2 separate regions of the Mus musculus genome follow, and region 2 is linked to region 1. Evidence: chromatin contacts called from public promoter capture Hi-C data. All regions are on one chromosome and are shown on one strand. Each heading gives the region's core, a stretch centred on a gene start, on an enhancer-like site or on the middle of the called end of the contact. The rest is flanking DNA. Distances are from core to core; before and after follow the strand shown.

Evidence for each region. Capture Hi-C pulls out chosen DNA fragments and counts their contacts.
Region 2: a promoter capture Hi-C map of adipose tissue shows a contact between it and region 1. The contact joins the promoter of Cenpb here to the promoter of Adam33 in region 1. A contact is called at or near these places in 6 of 39 promoter capture datasets (the 3T3-L1 cell line, cranial neural crest, frontonasal cranial neural crest and 3 more), 8 of 484 Hi-C or Micro-C datasets (the G1E-ER4 cell line, Sertoli cells, bone marrow-derived macrophages and 4 more), 13 of 115 datasets of contacts at active chromatin or transcription factors (the 230-238 cell line, the NIH/3T3 cell line, bone marrow-derived macrophages and 6 more) and 5 of 9 other capture datasets (adipose tissue, embryonic stem cells, liver and 2 more).

The regions. Positions count from the first base shown.
Region 1 is chr2:131,061,439-131,067,456 of GRCm38.p6, forward strand. Adam33 (a disintegrin and metallopeptidase domain 33) reads right to left here and starts at 2,376. Exons shown (of 21, transcript NM_033615.3): 1 at 1,977-2,376. The coding sequence starts at 2,076.
Region 2 is chr2:131,176,682-131,182,408 of GRCm38.p6, forward strand. Cenpb (centromere protein B) reads right to left here and starts at 3,386. Exons shown (of 1, transcript NM_007682.3): 1 at 608-3,386. The coding sequence starts at 3,195. The coding sequence ends at 1,396.

The sequences.
Region 1 (6,018 bases), core at 1,126-3,625:
TAGAGAGCTGGTTTGAGGTCAGAGGTCCCGGGAAGAAGCCCAGACCCCAGCGCAGAGGGGCTGGGAAGAAGGAGGCAGCCTTGGGTATTTTTAGACTGGGTAGTAGATGCCTTTATGGTGAGGGAGGTGTTTGGAGGCCTCCTTTGCCATCTGAGTAAGACAGCCACCAAATGTCTGTCCCACAGCTCCTGACTCCCATTAGGGTTGATGCTGGTGTTGGGACTCTGACGGACCTGGCCCAGAACCTGAAGGAGCTAGGGTTCAGAGGCTCAGTGATCCTGGGCCAGGCGTTTCCAAGGGGCTCCAGGAAGAGAATCGGAGCCAAGCATTACTCAGACGGTGTTGGAATGTTCTTCAGGAATGTTCCTACCTCCCCTCTCCTATCTGGTCCCAGAAACACTCACAGGACCTATCCTGCAGGAGCCAAGCTCCTGCAGAGATAGCAGCAAGCCCACTTATCCCTCTGCCGCTGCATCTTCCAGTTGGCACAGGTTACAGAAAAAAAAAGGAAAAAAACATAGAAACCCCAGCCACTCCAGCTCTGGCCTTGCCTGAGTGGAGAGCTCTGTTGGCTCAGCCCTTCCTGGGTCATCCCAGCTCCTTGTTCCACCGCCTCCCTAGATCCCAGACATCAAGATTCTGGAATGGGAGCTGGAGAGGTGGATCGGGGATTGAGAGCACTCGCTGTTCTTCCTGAGGACCGGGTTCAGTTCTCAGCACCCACATGGTGCCTCATAACTATCTGTAACCCCAGCTCCAGGGGATCCGCCTCTCTCTTCCGGCCCCCAGGTTTTCCTGGTACCTCCGCGGTACACAGATGCATGTGCAGGCAAAACGCTCATATACATTTTCAAAATCTGAAATAGCAGCAGCTCCAGGAACCTCGTCCTTAAAGTCACATGTGCTTCGTAATTAGTGAGCCATGTGCAAGTGGGGATGTGCAAGTGTGGCTTTGGAATGGAGGCTGAAGAGAGAGAAGGGAGAGGAGGAGAAGGAAGGACAGAGAAGCCTTCCTGGAGGTTAAAGATCTCTCCGCCAAGAGAAGGCTTAACTGAGTATGGAGAACCAAGTCTTGCTGGCCTCGGATTACCAAGGGTGCAGGATAAGGATTCAGGTGTGAGTGTTCTCTGTGCAGCCCTGCAAGACAAGGAAGGAGGCAAGCTAGGAGTCCGGTGGACTAAAGTGGAAACTGAGGAAGCCAGTCTGCATTAGGAAACACAGAGGCTCTCTCTCCTCACCATTAACTATCCGCAGGCTAAAGGCAATACAGCTGTCAGTCAGCCCCCTCAGAAGCCTTACGGAAGCAGCAGTCAACAGATATGGGGTGGTTTCCAGACTGCCCAATATCCAGCCCTCAGCCCTTACTGCCTCCTCCCCGGTGGTCCTTCTGCCTTCTGGCCAGCCTAGTGCTTGCTATGTGGAGTTTGGAGATTCACCCTACAGGCTTGGAGATGCTAAGAGCCCTGTCGTCCCGGAGTAAGGAGAGGTTACAGTAGGAAGAGAAAGTGGTAGCCCCAGGCACGGCTAGGCAGACACCCCTGTTTGAAGAACTGCCACATAAGGCAACTGTATAAACACCATACACACTGCCCAGACCCAGCATGAGAAGAGGACGAGCCGAATGAGACAGCTAGGCCTGTGGGCAGACCAGGACTCCAAGGACCCCAGGTCCTTCCAGGAGCAGGGAGACACTCTGGCCTGGCAGTTTGGAAGTGCAGAAGCTTCCGGACAGAGCTGGGCAGCACTGAGGAAAGGGTAGTGTTGCCTATTTGCTTTGCTAAGTAAGTGTGGGCAAGTCTGCTCCAGGGCCAACCCTTACCAGGAGCACAGACCCTTCCCACATCCTGTCCTGGCCAGGTAGCCGAGGGTCGGGAACTCTATGTTCTGTAGTTGCACTGGAACCCATGACCACCACCACTTCACCCTGCCCTAGAGCCGCCCCCCCCCCCCCCCCCCCCCGCCGCCTGTATCCTCACCTGGAAACATCCGAGCGCTCCGCAGCGGACACGAGGGCAGCAACAGCGGCAGCAATAGCAGCACCGGAGACCCCCCGGGTCTCCCGCACCTCGAGCCCATGGCTGGGAGTGCCTTTCCCTCTCACTCTTGCTGTGCTGTTGGCTCCACCCCGGCTAGAGGGGGCCGCCTCCTCCCGCCCTCAGCGGGCCTCGCGCCACCTCACAGGAGCGCAGGAGTGTGGCCCTACCCTGGCCCGCAAAACAGGAGTCCGCGCTGCGGGAGCCAGGATGACCCTCCCTGGCGTTATCTGCAACAATCCTATCCACGCTGGCCAAGGGAGGCGAGGGCGGAAAGTCCGGGAAGGTTCTTAGAGAACCTCTCTGGTGCTGAATAGAGGCACTAGCTAAGTGATCCCCACAGCTGCTCTGTCTGCCTAGCACACATCTCTGGTCGCAGTCTCCCTAGTGACATCTGGATTCTCCTTTCTACCCAGGATCTGTCTACCTGCACCTAGTGTCCCACAGCAGTGAAGCTGTCCCACTGCAGCTGAGATGCATCTGGGTACCTAGGGGTCTTGTGGTGGCCGCGTTGCTGAAGTCTGTGGTTCCTGGTAAAGGCAATGCAGTGGTGGGCACAGGGCAGAGGAACAGCGATGGCCAGGACAGAATTGTTCTATACCACAGACCCCCAGGCATGAGGGACCCTTTCCCAAATTTTAAGGACATTGCTTTCGTGTTGAAAAGATCACTTCGTACACTTGGTATGATTTCGGATAGCAAGAGATTTAACTTTGAAATAAGATGATTAATAATTTCGTTCTGAGAATATGGAATGTAAAAGTTCCAACGGCAGAAGAAAAAACATTTATACGATTCGAACATCAAATGCTGGGATTAAAGGCGTGGTGGTGCACGCCTTTAATCCCAGCACTCGGGAGGCAGAGGCAGGCGGATTTCTGAGTTCGAGGCCAGCCTGGTCTACAAAGTGAGTTCCAGGACAGCCAGGGCTACACAGAGAAACCCAGTCTCGAAAAAACCAAAACCAAAAACAGAAAACCAGTATGATAGGTCAGGCAATTGGATCGAGACAGGACACTCAAGATAGCTAGCCTGTGCAATATAGAAAGAAGTCTCATGGAAGAGAGAGGGAAGGGAAGGAGGGGGGAGAGAGAGAGAGAGAGAGAGAGAGAGAGAGAGAGAGAGAGAGAGAGAATGAGAGCGAGAGAGCGAGCGCACCTCAGTTGATACAAGATTGGGGCCCTGAGTTCCATCCCCAGCATCCCATAAATTGGGTGTAGCAGCACACACCTGTATCCCAGCAGAGAGGCAAAAGACAAGTTCAAAGTCCTATATGGAAAAAGTGTGAGATCAGCCTGGAGACCTGGTGTGTGGCAGTGGGGTGAGGGGTGTCATCAAGGAGAAGGCTTAGTAAGTAAAGGACCTGCGTTGGTTCTTGAGTTCAAGTCTCCAGCAATCAGAGAAAGCCAGAACCATTGCACAAACTTGTAAGCCAAGTGTTGGACTGGACAGAGACAGGCAAATGTTTGAGGTCCAGGTTCAGTAAGAGACCCTATCTCAAAAAATCTGATGGAGAGTAACACTGGAAGAACTCAGAGTGAGTCACACATGCACACACAGGTGAATGTGTATACAAAGGGGGCAGGGAGGGAGAATGAGAGGAGACTGGGAGATATCTGTAGTTCATGTCTGTAATTCTAGCACTTCAGAGGCAGCTGGAGCTACACAGCAAGACCCCGTCTCAAAAACAAACCCAAGCCTGACAGTGGTGAGGTACACCTTTAAGCCCAGAGGCAGGAGAATCTCTGAGTTCAAGGGCAGCCTGAGTGAGTTCCAGGACAACCAGGGCTCCACAAAGAAACACTGTCTTGAAAAAAACCAAAACCAACCAAACAAAAAAGAATCAAAAACAACCACCACCACTACAACAAAGCAAACAAGGGAGAAGGTATAAAATGCTTAGGAGAGTCTTCCTTTAGTCTCCATCCTTTGGGTACTCCTTCCCCACAGAAAGCCACTACTACCAATTTCTTACATAAGCTGCTGTTTTAGACACAGGTTTTTTTTTTTTTTAAATATAGTAACATATTCATGTGTAGCTCATTTTTCTAGTGAGTGGTTGGTCCTTCTTTTAACAGTTTAAAGGACCTCTATGTTTAAAGGCGATTGGCCCTTGTCTGGAGTATGGGTTGTATTTTCCCAATTTGTGAGTTTTACCCAACCTATTGCCTATTACCTATGGCCATTTATTCTTGTCGATAAGTAGTTTCCAATTGTATGACTATGGTCACAGTGTTCCATGGACTCTTCTGCCGCTAGACAGCCCCTGGGTCTGAATTTGAGATGGTTACAAGGGTGATTGGCTCTGCTCCCTGGGTGCTGGGATTAAAGGCGTGCACCTCCACACCCAATTTGTTCTGTTTTGTAAGAAATGAGGTTTTATTGTGTTGCTCAGGCTGATCTCAGTCTCCTGGCCTCAAGGTATCCTCCCATGTCGATACACAGCACAAGGCGTAGGAAAAGTGGCAGATTTTTTTAAATTAAGTTTTCTTTCCAAAATATAGATTCAGAAATGTGAGATTTTCACAAAGTGAACCTGCTCACTTCCCTGGCTCTCGAATCTCCATTGTGGCTCCCGCCCATCCCTTTTGCCCACCAGTGGCTGTTGTATTGACTTCTATCCCATTCCTTAACTATACCTGTCCTTGGTCTTCGCTGTGAACTTGCTTGGGCTGAGAATCACCTTGTTCCGGGCACATCAGGTCAGTGAGGGTGTTTCCAGAGAGTTTTAACAGAGACCAGAAGACCCACTCCAAATGTGGGTGGCAATACCTGATGTTCTGTCATCCTGGACTGGGTAGGAAGAGGAAAGTAAGAAGCAAACGGCACCCCCACCTCTCTGTCTGCTTCCTCGCCGACACAAAGTGACCAGGGCCTCCCACTCCTGCCCCCTCAGCTAGAGACACTTGCTGCCATCTTTCCAACCACTCTGAGACTGTGCCTACTAACCGTGACCCAAAATAAATGTTTCCTTCCTTAAGGTTGCCTTTGTTAGCTCCTTTAATAGAGCGGTAGGACATGTAACTGCCACAGGCAGCCATCGCTGCCAGCCCCTCCCACTGACCGTCTGAGAACCACACTCAGCTGTAGGCACAGCTCTCATAGCTGTGTGGGCGTAGCTCTGTCTACTCGGTCATTCCCCTGCTGCCGAGCATTTATTGTTTTCAGTTCCTGGCTGATGGGTAGCACTGTTATGAACATCCTAGTACAAATCTCAGGGTGACACGCGCCTTCATTTTTCCTGAGAAAATGCCCAAGGATAAAATGCTAGGGCCAAGGGAAGAATATTTCACCATTAAGAGACACTGGTCAGGACTGGAAAGATGGCCCAGTGGTTAAGAGCACTGACTACTCTTCCAGAGGTCCTGAGTTCAATTCTCAGCAACCACATGGTGGCTCACAACCATCTGTAATGGGATCCAATGTCCTCTTCTGGTGTGTCTGAAGACAGTGACAGTGTACCTACATACATGAAATAAATAAATAAATATCTGAGAGAGACAGACAGACAGACACTGGCTAGTCATCTCACAATGTTCTCATGTTTAAAATATGATACCATTTGTATAAAGCAGAAACACAGGAAAAATAAAATCTGTGGTATTATATTTGATTTTTAAATTAACTTGATTAGTGAAGTTAGCAGCTACACTGGGCAGGGGTTGGGAGTGGGGTACTCTGAAGTGCTGGTATTTCTGGTTTTGTTTTTTGTTTGTTTGTTTTTTTATCTTATTTATATTACATAGAAAGCCATTTTGCTAATACACTTACCATGTGTATATATTGTGCTTGAATTACAGCTAAGTAATTATTTCTGAGGGGCTTTAGACTACTGAAGATTGGGCCCAATGAGCCCCACCCCAAGTAGTCTCCAACATCCCTCTTGGAAGTACTTGAGAGCAAAGATTCAAGTCACATGTCCCCAAACCCTCAGCAGCCACCACCCTTTAGGTGTGGCTTTTGCTCTCGGTCATCCTGGAACATC
Region 2 (5,727 bases), core at 2,136-4,635, 120 kb after region 1:
CTCAGAAAGGAAGAGCCATGAGGGGAGGGGCTGGGCACTGAAAGAAGGGCATGCCGCCTTCACCTTTGGACTGGAGTGGGGGGAGTGGCCTTGCACAGCGAGCTACCAATTCATGGGGCTGCAATTTGTTTCCCAGTAACTTTGCCTTCTGTTACTGTGCTGTGGCTAACAGGCTTGAAAATGTCCATCAAAGGCCGGAAGAACTCCCTCGTAGGGTAAGATAAGGGTGCCTTGTATGCACCTCCAGCTCCAACCTGGCTCACAGCCATCCCAAAGTTGTTCTTGTTCCTGCTGACTTTAGCTTTGGTGGGCTGGGTCATCAGGTGCATATGGGCTGACCTGCTCCCTATCTCCTACCCCACCCGGAGCTTCTCACTAACAAAGTTTAAGGCTAAGGTTCCTCAAGACTATCAAAAAGATGTAACACCCTCCTTCCCCAGAATTCTGTAACATTTAGATGTGGGTGTCACCGCCTGCCACTCACCCCAGTCACGTCCATCTACTCAAACCTTGCTTCCATGTCCCGCTAACGGCAAGAACCAAGGGGAATCGGGAAGGGATGTGTCCCCCAAGATAGACGCAAGCCCAGACCATGAAGGATGCATCCTTGGCTGTTAAAACATTCACTCCCACAAAAGGGGAGTGGACAGATTTATTGAATTCAAGCTGGGAAAGGAGCACCTGGGTGGCTGGACTCTGGGCCCAGCCCCAGGCCCCTCTGCCCAGGATGGGGGTCTGCAGAGGATGAGGCAGAGGCCTGTAGCTACCCAGATTGGAGGTGCCTGCTGTCACGCCCCTGGAGGGCCTCCTGGAAACCTCCAATCTGGAAAGAAAACCAAGGGCCAAAGACTGGGCCAGAGAAAGGGATCTGGGGAGGTGGAAAGCAGGCAGAGGCAGGCTCGGGAGCCCGCCCTAAGTTACACTGTGCTTCTTTTAGCCTAGAGATGCAGGAGGGGGGCTGCTAGTTTTGTGGGGGCCTAGGCTAGACCTTCCTCTGGAGCCCTTTCCAGAATGGCTTTGGGATCCCCCCACCAAAGACCTGGTTGGGTGGCAGGGGGAGAGGCACTCTCTGGCCAAGAGCTTCCAGGACCCAACCCTGGCTGCTGCTGTGATCTAGCCCACTGATGGCATGGTGTGGTAGCACCGGACAGCTCCCCACCCATCCAGTGCCCTGAGCCCAGGGACTAATGGGGAGGAAAGAGGATTCTGAGAAAGAGGCAACAGCAGTGAGGGGGACCTCAGCCCCTGGGCCTGTCTCAGAGCCTGGAGCCTGGAACCTGGCGAAGCGTTGCTGAAAGCCCTGGGCTTCTCCAGCCATCTCCAGCAGCTGCCCAGAGTTCTCTGCCTTGGGCAGGAGCAGCCCATCTGGGCTGGGGTACAGCTATGTCCAGCAGCTCAGCTTTGATGTCCAAGACCCCGAACTCCCGCCTGCCTGGCATGGTTCTTCCTAGTCACGTGGACCAGATCGTGTTCCAAATGAAGGATGTGACTCTGCACTCGGTCATCGATGGGGAAGGAGGTCAGGTACCTCTTGACCATGGCAAAGTAAGCCATGGCCTCCCCAAAGCTGGGCACAGGGACCTCATCACCATCCTCATCATCCTCCTCATCTTCATCCTCCTCATCCTCCTCTTCATCGTCCTCCTCTTCATCACTGTCTGAGTCAGAGTCCTCTCCTCCTTCCAGGAAATGGAGAGTGGGGAACTGGGCCTCTTCCTGGACACTATAACCCCCAAAACCACCACTGGCTTCCACTACTCCCTGGGCCCAGTCTTCAGCCTCTAAACCCTCAGAGGAACTTTCTTCCTCCTCTTCATCACTATCATCAACCTCACCTTCCTCTTCTACCTCTTCCTCTCCTTCCTCCTCTCCTTCCCCTCCTTCCTCCTCCCCTTCTTCTTCCTCTTCCTCCTCCTCTTCCCCTTCACCCTCCTCTTCCTCCTCCTCCTCTTCTTCCTCCTCCTCTTCCTCCTCTTCCTCTCCCTCACTCTTGAAGGAAGTGGTGATAGTGGCATTAAGGCCACCTCCAAAACCCGCCTCACGAAAGCAAGTTGCTATGTCCGAGGGCTCCACTGCCTGCCAGGCTGCAGCCACAAAGTGCAGGGCCTCCACAAGGCCCAGTTGCAAGCCTGAGGGATCCTGGCCCTCGAGTGCTGCCATGGCCTTGAGCAACATCGCCTGGCGGTAGTGGCCCTTCACCTGTTGGACCACTCCTCGCTCCAAAGGATGCACGGTGCCAGGAGGGAAGAAGGCCAGCTGCACGTGCCGCAGGCCCGAGGTGTCCAAGGACTGGGCAGCCAGACGGCCGGCCAGCAGAAGGACCCGACGAGATTCTGCTGCCATTCGAGTGTCCAGAGCTTTCAAGTACTTAGCCAGAGCCTGGGTGGTGACTCCACCCTTCGAGTTGGCAGTGTAGTCGCAGGGCAGACCACCTTGCCCTGCACGGGGCTTGGCAGATTTGCCTGCGACCAGTGGGGGAAGCTTCTCGCTGCCATCGGCGTTGGCGCACAGCAAAACGCTAAGGCGCTGGGTGGCCTGGCGCGCCGGTCCATCACCTCCCCAGAGCCCTGAGGCCTGGTCCGACAGAAAGTCGTACCACAGGCTGGTCTCGGTGGCGCTGAACACGTCCTGCGAGGCGTAGCCCTCAGCTACCGACGGCGGCTGCTCCTCCCTCGTGTGCCAGCCGGGTGTGCTCCCACCGCTGCCCTCGGAGGGCACCGTGGCTGGGCCGGCAGGTGCCGCTGGGGCCCGAGGGGCAGAGCTTCGCGCCCGAGAACGGGTCACGCCGCTGCAGGCCACTACACCGTGGCGCCTGCGGAAGCGATCCAGCCAGCCGTTGGAAGCAGTGAAGTCGTCCATGCCCAGCTCCTCCGCTATCCGCAGCGCCTTCTCTTTCAGGATGATGCCCTTGACCGGCAGCCCGGCGGCGCGGATCTGCTGGAACCAAGCGATGAGAAGCCCCTCCAGCTTGTCGTACGGGGACAGCTTGTTGGTCTTGCGGCAGGTGGAGGCCACTCCGTACTTGCGCTCCGACGCCAGGATGGCGCGCTTGTTCTTCAGGATGGTGCTCAGCGTGGACGGCGGGATGTTGAAGCGCCGCGCGATCTCGCCCTTGCGTAGGTCCGGGTTCTCCTCCACCTCCTGGATGATCCGCGACTTCTCCCGGAACGTCAGCTGCCGCCGCTTGGGGCCCATCCCGGCGCGCCCTCCGCCCCGGGGCCCGGCACCGCCGTCGCCGCCCCGGGGCGGGGGGCCCGGGCCCGCGGCGGGGGGGGCACCTGGTGGCCTCTCCGCGCGCCCCGCCCGAGACAAAGCGGCTCGCGGGGCGGCGGCGGGCGGTGGCGAGCGGCGCGGGCGGCAGGACGTGCCCAGCGGGGAGCGCGGCGCGGCGCGGGGCGGAGCGCGCGCGGGATCTCGCGGGAAGCGGGGGGACGCTGGGCGCCGCCTCCCGGACCCCGCGCCGCTGCCCGGACCCGCCGCCGGGGGCGCTGAGGCCCGGACTGTGCGCCTCGGCCACGCGCGGGAAAGGTCATCGGCAGAGACAAAACGCACTTAGGCACCTGGACAGATGCGCAGGGACCTTTTGGTGCTCTCCGGTCTGCTCTTTCCTCCAGAGGCGGCTAGCTGGCATCAGGCTGCTTAGACTGCGTTTTAATTGGTTGGCGTCAAGCGATTAGGATTTTTTGCTACGTGTAAATGCAATTGTCTGTATGCTTCTTTTTAAATAATTGTCTTTATGCATGTGAATGTCTGCCTGTGTGTAGGCGCTCCTGCATGCAGATGCCCAAGCAGACCAGAAGAGGGCTTCAGACAGGAGTAGGATTGCAGGTAATTATGAATTGCAACATGGGTGCTGGGATCCAAACCTCTTGAGAGCAGCCTGTGCACTTTAAGTGCTGCGCCTTTTTCTCAGACACCTAACATGAACTTTAATGGTGTATACTCTTCCAAATGTGAAAGAGCCAATCTATGGTTACGCAGTTATGTTATTGTAAAGACAACATAGCATTTAAATCCACTTGATGGTGTTAATGACATTTTAAAAATTCTAGCAATTTTTGTGATGGCGCATGCCTTAATCCCAGCATGAGGGAGACAGAGGTAGGTGGAGGTTGAGCCAAGCCTGGTCTCCAGGGCTGTTTGTTATGCAGAATACCACTTTCTTGAAAAACAAAAATAAACAAGATCTAGTAATTCAAATCCATAAACACTATTAACATCTGGGTGTTATTGGTTCCCCCCTCCCCATGCAAGTAGCCATATCTAAAACTACAAAAATGCGTATGTACATAAACATCTGTACAAATAAATCTTAAAACCTCCTCCTGCAGGACCAAACACGAAAGTGATGAACCCTTGAGGCAGTGCGCACAGTGCAGTGTTTTGCTTGCCTGTTTTCGTTTTGTTTGAGCAGAGTCTCATTATATAGCCTTGGCTGACCTGGAACTCTGTATTGACCTGTTATGGTCTGAAACTCATGGAGATTCTCCTGCTTTTGCCTCCCCAGTGTTGGGACTAAAGCATGTACCACCATACCAGACAACCCAAGAAACGAGAGAGAGAGAGAGAGAGAGAGAGAGAGAGAGAGAACTCTACAAAGACAAAACTCAAAACAAACAAGCAAAAGACCAGTAAAACAAACAAACAAACAAACAAATACCCAAAAAAGTCTACAAAAATACCATTGAGTTCATTTTGTGTTGACCAACTACACCTGGGCGTGGATCTGCCCTTGAGTGTGGTTGATATACTCTGACATTCCATGGGGAAAAAAACCCTGATTGTCCCTTTGCCAGTGGGTATCAGTTGCAGAGAGCATCTTGGTTTGGTATGGGACACTTTGTCCACTTTCCCTTTCAGTGCTGGGACCTGGTCTGCCTTGAACCTGTGCAGGCCATGTGCATACTGTGAGTTCATATGTGTATCAATCCTGTTGTGTGTGGAAGTCACTATTTCTGTGGAATCATCTCTCACCTCTGGCTCTTTTTTTTTTTTCCAAGATTTATTTTATGTATATGAGTACACTATAGCTGTCTTCAGACACACCAGAAGAGGGCATCAGATCCCATTACAGATGGTTATGAGCCACCATACGGTTTCTGAGAATAGAACTCAGGACCTCTGGAAGAGCAGTCAGTGCTCTTAACCACTGAGCCATCTCTCCAGCCCTCACTTCTGTCTCTTAAACATCATTTTACCTTCTTTTCTGCATAGACCCTTGAGCCCTTTGGTGAGGGTTTTGATAGGTTGCCATGTTTTAAAAAGTCTTGAAAGAGCAGCCTCCAGGATAACGGGCTGAGGAGCTGGGGTAGACAAAGCTTTAGGTCAAGAAACAAAGAGAACCAAGGATAGAGCCCTGGGAGCTTCTGGGTTAAGGGCTCTAGAACAACACACTTAGGAGAAACTGATAAAGACAGAATCAGAAATCAGGTCAGTGTTGTGTTCTGCGAGGCCAGAGAAGAGAGTGTGACTCCCTACTCTTCGGATACACATTTCACTTTCCATGTACATATTGGATCCTGAGTGTCTCTGCCTTTGTCCACATTTCTCATGCTGGTCTTTTCCCTTCTACATGTGCCATAAGGATCAAACTTAGGGCCTCATGTTTGCCAATTGTATGCTCTACCCCCAACCGTATTTTTCCGACCTTTAAGAACTCCACTTTAGTCAAATAGTGGTGGCACAGACCTTTAATCTCAGTGCTTGGGAGGCAGAAGCAAGTGAATT